2 separate regions of the Mus musculus genome follow, and region 2 is linked to region 1. A link is a contact called in public Hi-C data. All regions are on one chromosome and are shown on one strand. The core of a region is the stretch at or near the end of the contact, and the rest is flanking DNA. Distances in the headings are between cores, read along the strand shown.

Evidence for each region. Hi-C and Micro-C count contacts between places; a contact is called where the count stands out from the background.
Region 2: a Hi-C map of bone marrow-derived macrophages shows a contact between it and region 1, with 41 read pairs. The contact joins two enhancer-like sites. A contact is called at or near these places in 1 of 484 Hi-C or Micro-C datasets (bone marrow-derived macrophages), 1 of 115 datasets of contacts at active chromatin or transcription factors (embryonic stem cells) and 2 of 9 other capture datasets (adipose tissue and embryonic stem cells).

What each region holds. Positions count from the first base shown.
Region 1 is chr2:129,469,244-129,474,666 of GRCm38.p6, reverse strand. F830045P16Rik (RIKEN cDNA F830045P16 gene) reads left to right here. Exons shown (of 7, transcript NM_177653.3): 2 at 1-285; 3 at 1,718-2,032. Among named protein-coding and RNA genes, the nearest start is that of Gm14040, 44 kb to the left of the region's middle. Within about 2 kb of position 2,541, at least 1 of the 459 cell types and tissues checked has an H3K27ac peak or open chromatin away from gene starts, as enhancers often do. A contact at or near this core is called in bone marrow-derived macrophages, where this site is marked.
Region 2 is chr2:129,622,852-129,628,274 of GRCm38.p6, reverse strand. It overlaps Sirpa (signal-regulatory protein alpha), which reads right to left. Exons shown (of 9, transcript NM_001355158.1): 8 at 290-329. Among named protein-coding and RNA genes, the nearest start is that of Sirpa, 33 kb to the right of the region's middle. Within about 2 kb of position 3,109, at least 51 of the 459 cell types and tissues checked have an H3K27ac peak or open chromatin away from gene starts, as enhancers often do. A contact at or near this core is called in bone marrow-derived macrophages, where this site is marked.

The DNA of each region.
Region 1 (5,423 bases), core at 1,292-3,791:
GCCCAGATCAGAGGACAACCCCTTCCAGTTCAGTGTTTTTTCTCTGTACTGCTGCCCCTTTCAGGTCCATGAACCTCAGTGTCAACTGGTTGAGGAACAACAATGAACATCCAGCCTCAACCACACACGTGGTACATGTCAACAATGACTCTTACTCTCTCAGAAGCAAAGCATGGGTGACCCTGACCAAGCAAGATATCTCGTCTCAGATCACCTGTGAAGTCACCCATGGAGACCTCAAAGAGCCCCTAAGAATGACCATTAATCTTTCTCAAGTTCTCCGAGGTGAGTGATCAGTGAACTATGTGTTGGGACCATACTGCAGGCATGGAGCGTTTGCTCAAAACCCCATTTTACAAATGGGGAGCAGAAATTGATCAATGCCAACCTTGAGCACATGAATATGGATTAAAAGTACAGGTTTCATGGGCTGTTCAGCTGGGCTTTGATCTTTCTTAGCTGTGTCATAGGCTACAGAATATTGTCCTTGTGTTTTAAATATTCTGTGCCCCAGTTTTTTTCTGCCCCCCAAAATGGAATAAAAACAACACCTACTTTGTAAGTTTCCTCTGAAGATTAAGCTAATTGTTCCTTCCAAAACACCAAGAACTTTGCCCAATACATTGTAAAATGTCTAGGACTGTTTGGCCTTGCTATTATATGGCCTAGTGTTTCTCTCTGATCACACGTGTCTTATTTATATCATTGTTAATATTTTAATATTTCTATAGTTGGTGGCATAAGACATGTAATCTCAGCTCCTTGGTAAGTCTAGGCAGTATATAACAACCTCTAGACCTGTGAGGATTAAGATTGAGTTCGAGGCTAGCCGTAACAATTTAGTGAAATAAAATAAAACTAAACAAAACAAAATAAGTGAAAGAGAGCCGAGGATGCACTTCAGTGGTGGAGTGCTTGTCTTCTATAAATAAGGTCCTGAGCTCTGGGAAACATTCAGTATTGAGTAATTTACTCAATGAATAATGAACAGCTAATGTGCCAGGCACTGCTACAGGTGCTGTGCTTGGAGAGTACCTGGTCCTGTGGGGCAATTCACCTTAATAATTCTTGCAATTATATATCATGATATGGAATATTGAAAACTCAGATCAGATTAGATACCCATGTGTCTCCAGCTATGTTTCATGAGTATTTATTCTTGTCCCTATTTGTCTTGCACCAAACATATAGAAATTGTTCATTTAAAAAAACAAGTGACCTCATGATCTCTCTTCACTCATGAACTCAGAGTAACTAACTGTTCAGGAATTGCACAAGTTGAAGCCACTTGACATTCAAGGATGAAGGTCCTCAGAAGGTCCTGCCCCATAGCTGTAGAGATCCTGACAGCTTGATTCTGAAGAAATGAGAGTGAGTTTTCTTGAAGGGCATGGGCCTGATAGGTCAAGCATGTTCCAGTGTCCCACATCCATGAGGATGTAGGCAGCACAAATTAGACTGGCTGGATTATAAGACAAGAAAAGGGGGGCTGAAGAAATATCGTAGTGGAGGCAGAAGGATATGATGTTCAGGATCATCCTGTCTATATAATGAGTCCAAGATCACCTTGAAATTCTTAGGATTCCACCAACCAGCCAACCAATCAATCAATCAATCAAAAATCAATCAATCAATCAATCAATCTGAGTGACCCTGAGACAGGTGGATAAGTCAATGCCAAGATTTTTCCCTAGGCTTACTTATTGTTCCTGTCTAGTTATCCCAACACTGAAGATCACCACTGAAGACCCAGAGATCCAAGATCATGTGCATCAAAAAGTGAACCTGACTTGCCATGTAAACCACTTCTATCCCCAAAACATGGACCTCATCTGGACTAAGAATGGGCACAAGATCCCGACCATGGAACTTCCTCAGACCACCAGAAACTCTGATGGGACTTACTCTCTACAGCACACATTACAGGTAGATGCCATATTGAATAAGACTGACTTTGTCTGCTGGGTGATCCAGGATGACCAGCCTCCAGTTAAGAACAGCATCACCCTGGGAGCTCCCAGGAAGATCAGAGGTAAGTGCCTTGTTTCCTTCATGTCCTCAGGGCATTGTGGCTAAAGGGCTAGAGACTCGGGAACCCCTAATGAACGTGGAGAAAGGAAGCCCCTTCCCAGAGAGGATGCTCTTGAAGAGCCACTCCCACTGTATGCCCCTTCTTTCAGATACTTCCACCAAGAAATGACTCTCCTTTGCTGCCCTCATTATATTGCAAAATTTTCTCCTTAACCCTTGGTTGCAAGAAATTACCACAGTTAAGCTGGGCTCCAAATAATTTCTGGGAAGGCAATTAATCAAGACAGTGAATTCAGCTGGATGTTTCTAGAAATCAACTTTGAAGAGACCCAGAATTACTGACCCCCTGAGCCAGGAAAAAGAGTCACACAAGATAGGTGTGACACCCTCTTGTCACCTCTTTCTTTCTCCTCATTTTACTTTTTTTTTTTTCTATGCACACATGGTCCTGATGGTAATTTCTTCTGTTTCTACTCTATTTCACACGTTCGTGATTCGTAGTATTTCTCCCACAAGAGGGCACTGTGACATTGCAATCCAGAACTTCCTTGTTTCTGGGATCCAGAGAAACATACTTCATACTCTGACACGTTTATGCAGGTGTGCAGTCAGAGACAGATAGAGTAATAGGTAAGGCATAGACAAGCCAGGGGTAAGGCAGCATGTGGGCTTGCTGGGCAGCCCATTCTCATAGCAAGCTTCCACCTTGATTTCTATCTCGACCTATGGCAGAACCAGCCTTTTTCTGGTTGCTGTAAGAATTCTCAGAGGTAATAATCTCACTCACCTTTACATTTCTTTGGGTCCCATTTCTGTTGTCCAATAGAAATAAGAGAACTATCCATCCAATGGGACACACAGACCTGGGTGCTAAACTCCAAATGGATGGGTGCCTTTTGATGGGAAGCAAGTTGCATCATTTTTACAATTTTTTTTATCTTATTTCTATTGTAAGTGTATACATGACTGCTGCGTTAACTTCATTTCCACTCCGCACCCCTCCCCCAGCTCCTCCTACATCCCCCATTCCCCTTCAACTTCACGATCTCTTTGTGACCATCATATATGTATGCATACTTATATAAATGTGACTTGCTAATTAGTTCATACTGTGGATTTCCTTTTCTGTCTTATTTTTCCCCTACACCTGCACTCAATATATCTAACTGTCACTTGAAGGTGGACCTCATGACAGCATGGCATCAACAGTGACAGACACCACAGGGTCTGCTAGGGTCTCTCTCTCTCTCTGTCTCTGTCTCTGTCTCTCTCTGTCTCTCTCTCTGTCTCTGTCTCTCTCTCTCTCTGTCTCTCTCTCTCCATCAAGGCCTTTTTCTATTTAATGTTAACATATCTTTGTAGCTATGGCAAGCTTTCCCAAATCCCTTTACTCAACACCCTGGCTCCTAAGTATATCTACTCACATGCCTGTTCTGTTTGGTTAGTATCCTCAGAGAACCTAATGCATATTAGCTATGGAGCACTTACTGCATATCAGCCATGGAGCACTTACTGCATATCACCCACATAGCATTAACTGCATATCAGCAGCCATGGAGCACTTACTGCATATCAGCCATGGAGCACTTACTGGGTAGAAGTGTTTCCACTGATTGTTATCTCACACTTTGAGAGCTGGAAGGTGGCACGGGCTCTGATATGAGTGACAGCCAGCAGCACTAGACTTACAATGCAGCTGTCAGATTACAAACTAAACATGGTGTTTCTGTATGTCTCTCTTTGTCACCTGAGAATGTAGACCTTAGCATTGTCACAAAACGCTTCTCAAATCCTATTGGAAGGTATTTACTTTTCTTGAAATATCATATCTGTCTATACTATTCAGCACCCACAATCAAATACTTAAAACTTCGGTGATGGCTGAGAGCCCAGGCCTGTGGCTTTATAGTGTAGGCTCCTCTTCTGCATGCCTCCCTCCCCAGCTCTTGGAGGAAGAACAGGCTTATGTTTGAATTTGGCCAGATTTTGCAGTTGAATGGGTCAGTGTCAAACTGAAGGATAAGTGTGGCCAATGCTTGTCTGTGGGACTCCAGGTAAAGCAGTTTCCTTTCAAATTTCTTCCATCAATCAATGAGAGCTGCCAAGTGTCCTCTTCCTTGGCTCATGCATGGTATCTGAACACCAGGACAGCTTTTGCTGTCCAAGTTTACATATCCCAAAGCTGGGCTGAAAGCAAGACAGTATTAAAAATCACTGAGAAATATAGAACTAACCTCAGAGATGTAGCCTTTTTTCGCTAGGGGAGTATAGAAGGCATATATAGATTTTCGTAAGTTGATTTTTGTATTCTACCACTTTTCTGTTAACAATTTCTAGATGAATCTTTGGAACCTGTTATATATGAGTGTGATAACTCATATAAATGGTCTTCAAGACAAAACTCGGTTGCTGAACTCAATAGGTGCAGAAAAGGCCTTTGACAAAATCCAGCCTGCCTTTATTTTAGTTATAGAAGGAATTTATCATTATGTATCATCTGCAAAGAGGGACAATTCAGCTTACTTTCCTACTCTAACTCCTTTTATTTGTGTCTCCCATTTTGTTGCTCTAGCTGCTGCTCCAACCACTGTTTTGCAAGGGTGGGGAAGAGAGAACAACCCTATGTAGTTGCTGACTTTAACAGAACTGCTTCACGTTCTTCTCCATTTCAGTTGATGTTGGCTGTGGATTTGTCACGTGTTGTCTTTACTTTTGTTGAATTATGTTCCCTGATGTCCTTCTTATAACATGAATGCATGTTGAATTCTTGCTAAAAGACCCTTTCTGCATCTATGGAGACAAGCATATGATTTTTGTCTTGAAGATCTTTGATATGATTTATTAAAAAGGATGGATATATCTTACATATCCATCTTGCATGTCAAGGAGAGAGCCAACTTGATAGTGGTGGGTGTTTTTTTTAATACATGCCCACATTTAGTTTACAAGTAATTCATTGAGGAAATTTGCATCTATGTTCATCATGTATATTGGCCTGCAGTTTTTTAAAGAATTTATTTATTTATTCACCTCACAACACAGTATCAGCCCTTCCTCTCCTCCAAGCACCCCCTCATGCAAGACCTCCCTCCATTCCACCTTCCCCTATCTTTTGAGAAGGGGAAGTCCCCGCCCTCTGAGGATCAACCAACTCCCTGCACATCAAATCACTTCAGGACTGGGTGTATTCACTCTCATTGAGGCCAGACAAGGCTGTCCATTTAGGAGTGCTGGATCCACAGGCAGGCTGGCAACAGACTCAGAGACAACTCCTGCTCTGGTTGTTGGGGAACCCTCATGAAGACCAAGCTGCTCGTCTGCTAAATATGTACAGGGAGACTAGGTCCAGCCCATGCTTGCTCTTTGGTTTGTGATTCAGTCTCTTGGAGCCC
Region 2 (5,423 bases), core at 1,860-4,359, 150 kb before region 1:
CAGAAGCAGGAATGTGCAGCAACAAAGGAAGCTGGAATCTGACTCTGGGTATCGTTTACGTGGGACACTGGTACCCCATGTTATGCAATGATTCACAACGAACCCAGGAGCCCCAGACTCTCCAGCTGGAGCTGGAGAAGGATGCAGAGGACTCATGGGTGACTCAGTAATGCACAGCTCCTCCTCCCTAGCCCAGAGACTTAATTTAGAACTGGATCCGCAACTCCGGTTGAAGCAAGGAAATCACACCCCGAGTTTCCCAGGAAGGGCAGCTCACCAAAGACTGTACCTGGGTTATTTCCCTGGCGTTCTTCTCGGGCTCGTGCAACCTGAAATGGAAAGAGACTCAGATAAAAATATCTATCTGAAGAGCTTATGCAAATCAACCAGAACCACATTCGGGACCTGCTTCCTACGTGAGCGGAGGAGGGACCGTAAGCGCTTATCAAACGTCTGGACACAGGAGCCAGGCTCACTGAGGGAATTCTAAACAAAGCACACGGGCTTTTTGAAAAGCTTCTGTTGGAAGGATCTCTAGAAATGATAGTGCTGGAAAGGCCCACGGTAGGGAGGGTGGGATGAAGAGGACTTCCACCCGCTGCCGTGGGGACAAACCAGGCCAACCCTTCCTGGAGGTGGTGGACAAATCACGAACAAGGATAATGCTCCATCTTTTGAATCATAACTGCACCTTTTGGGGGGATTGAATATACAGAGGCCTGCGCCCTGGACAAGATACAGAAATAAGTTTATGTCCTGGGGCATAAACTGTCCGATGGGCAGTGGGTTTTTTTTTTTGTTGTTTTGTTTTGTTTTTGATTTTTTTTGAAATTAGCATAAACTAAACTCTTCTGTGTTCAAAAAGTAGATGAGAAGTTTCCATTTTATTTTTGTGGTGCTGGGGACAGGGTTCAGTGCCTTGTTCATGCTAATAGAGTGGCATGTCTGAGTCACTGAGTAAGGCACTCTCAATGAAAATGTGCGGGAACTGGAAAGAAAATGCGAGCAACGGTGATCTGCAGAGCCCTGCTTCTTGTCTTCCCTTCCCACATTTCCCAAGTGTTCTATGTTATAGATAGACCTACGTATTGTTGTGAAAAGAAAAGGAACAAAATGCTGTGCTTAATAAGCAACAACAACCACTGACATACCCCTGGTCTCGCCATCAAGAGACCAGGCGTGGCTCCCTGGAGGGTCACGGTGAAAGTGACGAGCCAAGACGGGTTCTGTAGGAGTTATATCAATTTTCAAGCCAGAAACCTGGGTCACTCAAGCATGAACAATGGCAGAATGAGCAATGGGGCTTGGCAGCAGGGTGTTTGATAGAGCTGTCATGACTGCCTGGATCATAAGGTGCCCCATGTGGCCAAACAGTCCTCCAGGATCCAGGATGCAAAGACAGGGGATCATGCCGCTCTCTCCCCAGTCTCCAGTTCCCACCTTCTGCAGTCCCTGTTGCTTGTTTGGTTCATATCCAGTCACTAGACACACACACACACACACACACACACACACACACACACACACACACTGCTGAGCCTGCTCACTTAGCCACTCTTACACTGTCCCATGTCCCATGCATGAGGGCTGCAGCTGCTTTGCATTTTTCTGCTTCGGCGAGAGCCTTGGCTCACTCTCTCCTTCCTATGGTTACTATTGCTGGGATGAAACACCATGACTAAAGCAACCCGGAGAGGAAAGATTTTACTGAAATTATGCTCCCTCATCACTGTTATCACTGAAGGAAGTCAAGACAGTAACTCAAAGGAGGCAGGAGCTGGTGTAGAAACCATGGAGAAGTGCTGCTTACCGGCTTGCTCCTCATGGCTTGCTTAGCCTGCTTTCTTGTAGAACCCCAAAACACCTACCCAGGGATGGTACCACCCACAATGAGCTGGGCCCTCCCCCATCAATCACTAATTAAGAAAACGCCCCACAAGCTTGCTTACAGCCCAATCTTAATGAGGTATTTTCTCAATTGAGGTTCCCTCCTCTCAGATGACTTTAGCTTGTGTCAAGCTGGCACGAAACTATTCAGGACAAAGTCCTTACTACTTTTTCTCTCTGTCAACGTATATGTATCCTTTAAGACTTAACGATGTGTTTCCTCCCTGGAAGGCTTCACCAGCAGTGTTGGGTTGGTGTGGCTGCTTCTCTATGGCAACCTCACATCTTCTTGCATATCTTCCTCTCTGCTTTCTGTTCCTCCTTGCCACAATGCCTTAGCACATAGGCACAGGCACCCAACCTTGAAGCTAGCGCCTGTCAAACAGCCCCAAGGCCTCTGCACAGAGAACTCTCCCTTCAGATCTTTGAAGTCCTATTTTAACACTTTTCTTTGGAGACAGGGTCTCACTTTGTAGCCTGGGTTGGCCTTGAACTCACAGAGATCCACTCGCCTCTGCCTCCCAAGTGCTGGGATTAAAAGCATATACCACGGTGCTCGGCTGAAACCCTATTTTAAACAGCCTTATCTGAACCTTCACAGAACTCCCAAACTCTGTTCTCAGGAGGTCATTCCTGTCTTTCAGAGCAGTATTCCACACCGTAAGCATTTGTCTGTTCTGCTTTAAAATTGGCACCACCATTACTCACGAGGGATCCAGACGAGCGTGGGATACATCCTGGATTCTTCTCTTCCTTATACAAGCACCACAAGGCTAACCGGCCATCTCCAAAAGCTACATCAGACTCTGCTATTTGGTTATCTTATCGTGCTGGTCCCAGGTCCTCAGGCTGTGAAAGGTCTTGGTTTCTCTGCCTCCATTTCTTACATTTATAATGGATAAGTGAAAACCAGGGGTGTTGGCTCATCCCCATAATCCCAATACTCAGGAGGCTGACTCAGGGTTTCAAGTTTAAGGCCTGCCTGGGCTTTGAGACTCCCACTTCAAAACAAAACAACAGGAGAAGGAGGAAGAGAAGAAAAAGAAAAGGGGGAGGAGGAGAGGCACCAGCAGAAGCAGTTATTGCTCTGTACAGAAACCTCACCGTATACAGTGCAGTCCACTTCCACACTTCCACATCCTGTCTGGTGAGGTTCTGCACAGCCCTTCCCTGCCCCCTCTAGGCTTTCTTCCCTGTGCTCCAGCGAATGCAGCCTTACCAATGCTCCTCCCTCAAGCCCTTGGCATTAGCTATTCCTTGTCTAGTGTACTCTGCCCAGTAACCCCACACGGAAGCTCTCATCCACTGCTGCCTGCGTAGGGAGCACTCCCTAATCGCCCCTGGGCTCTGGTCATTTTGTCTTTTTTCCTAGCTCTTGCTCCACATCGATTATTAAGCTTCTAGCTTGCATGGCAAGCTGCCTCCCAAGGGACAACAAAACCCTAGCACCTTGTCCTGGGCTAGCCTATGGCTTACAACTCCCTCCGTAAATACTTGACGAATGAATGGTTGAGTGTTTTCTCACTGGGTTTCCCTAGTGCCACTCAAGTCTGGCTCCGAGCTGAGCTCAATCCAAAACAAATAAACAGCTGGGGTAGTCCTGGTATTCTGAGAATAAATGCAGTGAACTTGTCACAGTTAAACAATAGCCGTCCACATGAACCCCAGTGCCCAATAAAAGAGCAGACAACGCTCTCGTGTGGGCGGGGATAACTGTTCTGTCAGAAGGCTGGGCCCATGGCCAGCCAGCAGCCTGCAGGGTCCTTTGAGTTCAAAGGCACAGGATCCCCATCACCCTCTCTGAGGTGCTAGGCCCGTGTCCTACACCAGCACCAATGTCTTTCAGAAAGTATTTGATCTCATGCTGGGCTAGAGCCACCGCTGCCCAGGAAACCACCATTAAAGCTTGCTCCCCACCATCACTTTGGTCTAGAGACATGAAAGAAGCTAGTGATTTAGCTCCCTGGGTAGACTAACACTGGAATGATATGAAAGGGCAGAAAATGTCCTGCTTCTCTGGAGGAAGGACCAGGTGGCGGGAGGCAGCGGAGCATCAATGGAGAAATGCCGGTGTCGGTACCAGAAATCCTGCACAGACCTGGGCCATCTTAGCACCATACTGATACCTCAGATCCTGGCTGCCCCGACCACAGGAAGGGGAGCTGTGATAATCTCCTGGGGCAGGGGCTCCCAAAGGATGCCATGGAGTCTGGATCGCAGGCTCAGGTTGGGTTTGTGTGTGAACAGCCCCGAGGCTTCAGCTACTCACAAGTCTGGGAAGCCCTTGTCCTTCCAGGATATGAAGATGGTAGGATAGCAAGAGAAACTCACGCTCACCAGTGGGATGACATGAGTAAAGGGGCAGATGGGCGTGGGACACAGTAAGTGCTCACTAAACAGAAGCTGTGACTGCTGCTGTCATCTCATGGTGTCACTGTCTGCCAGAACTGACTATCTAACAAAGTAAGGCAAGTGAGAACAACAGAAAAACCAGACAGCGACCCCTCCCACAGGGAAGGAGTTCCAGGGACTCAGAGCTCGCAGGCGCTGCAGAGCTGAGGGATGTAACCACTCAGTCATTCTTTCATTCGCCTTTATAGAAAATTTACCCCATCCCAGGGATGCCACTCAAAGCACTAGCTGCTGGCTGTGAGCAGGAGGGACACAGTCCCTGTGCTCAAGAGATGTGGTTGAGAAAACACAGACAGGCCCAGAGCTGCTTCAGGCATACCAGGATGTCCGGACAGAGCATCAGAGGCTCACGGGAGGCCTGAGAGTACTGGCATCCCTGAGGAAGATTAGGTGAAAGAAAGATGCCAACTCCAGAGGAGTCGTTTGCAGAACCCACTGTGTCCCCAGAGCCTATACAACCCTGGGATGGCACGTGTGTGGAAGAGGCAATGTGAGTGGGCTAGGAGGAAAGCTGGAGCCCATATGTGGCAGGATGGAGGAAAGGCCTGTTTGAGGTCTCGGGGCTGGCCAGAACTAACAGTGTGTTCACAGGGGATAGGCCCAAGGCCTTTGGACTTGACCTTGAAGGCCCACAGAAAGCAACAGAAGGTCTCTGAGCAGATGAGAGAGACAAGTTTTGCTCCTAGAAAAGACTGGGCCAGGTGAAGGAATGTAGCAAGCAGAGTGAGGGTGAGAGAACAGGATTCCTGGGGGAGTGGGAGCGGGGTGGGGCGGGGGCAAGAGCCGGGGACAGTACAGTGATGTGCGTGTTCAGGGGTGGAGGCTGTGAGGTTGGACAGGGTCGTTCAGGAGGCTGCCAGGGAGACCAAAACAGGAGCCAGGTTCATCCCAAGGGGATTGTGCACTCTCTTGTTGGGCAGACATGGGCAGGTGAAGCTTCCCAGAGCCCCTGAAGGTAGGTGAGATACTCCTGCTATGTGCAACCACAGTTTCTACTACTGATGGTCCTCCAACCAGGACACAGACTCCTCCCTGTCCCCAAACATGAGTTGTCCTTGACACTACAACCAGTTCATCAGCAAGTCATCTTTAAAGTATAGCTAGAGTCTGACCACTTCTTAGCT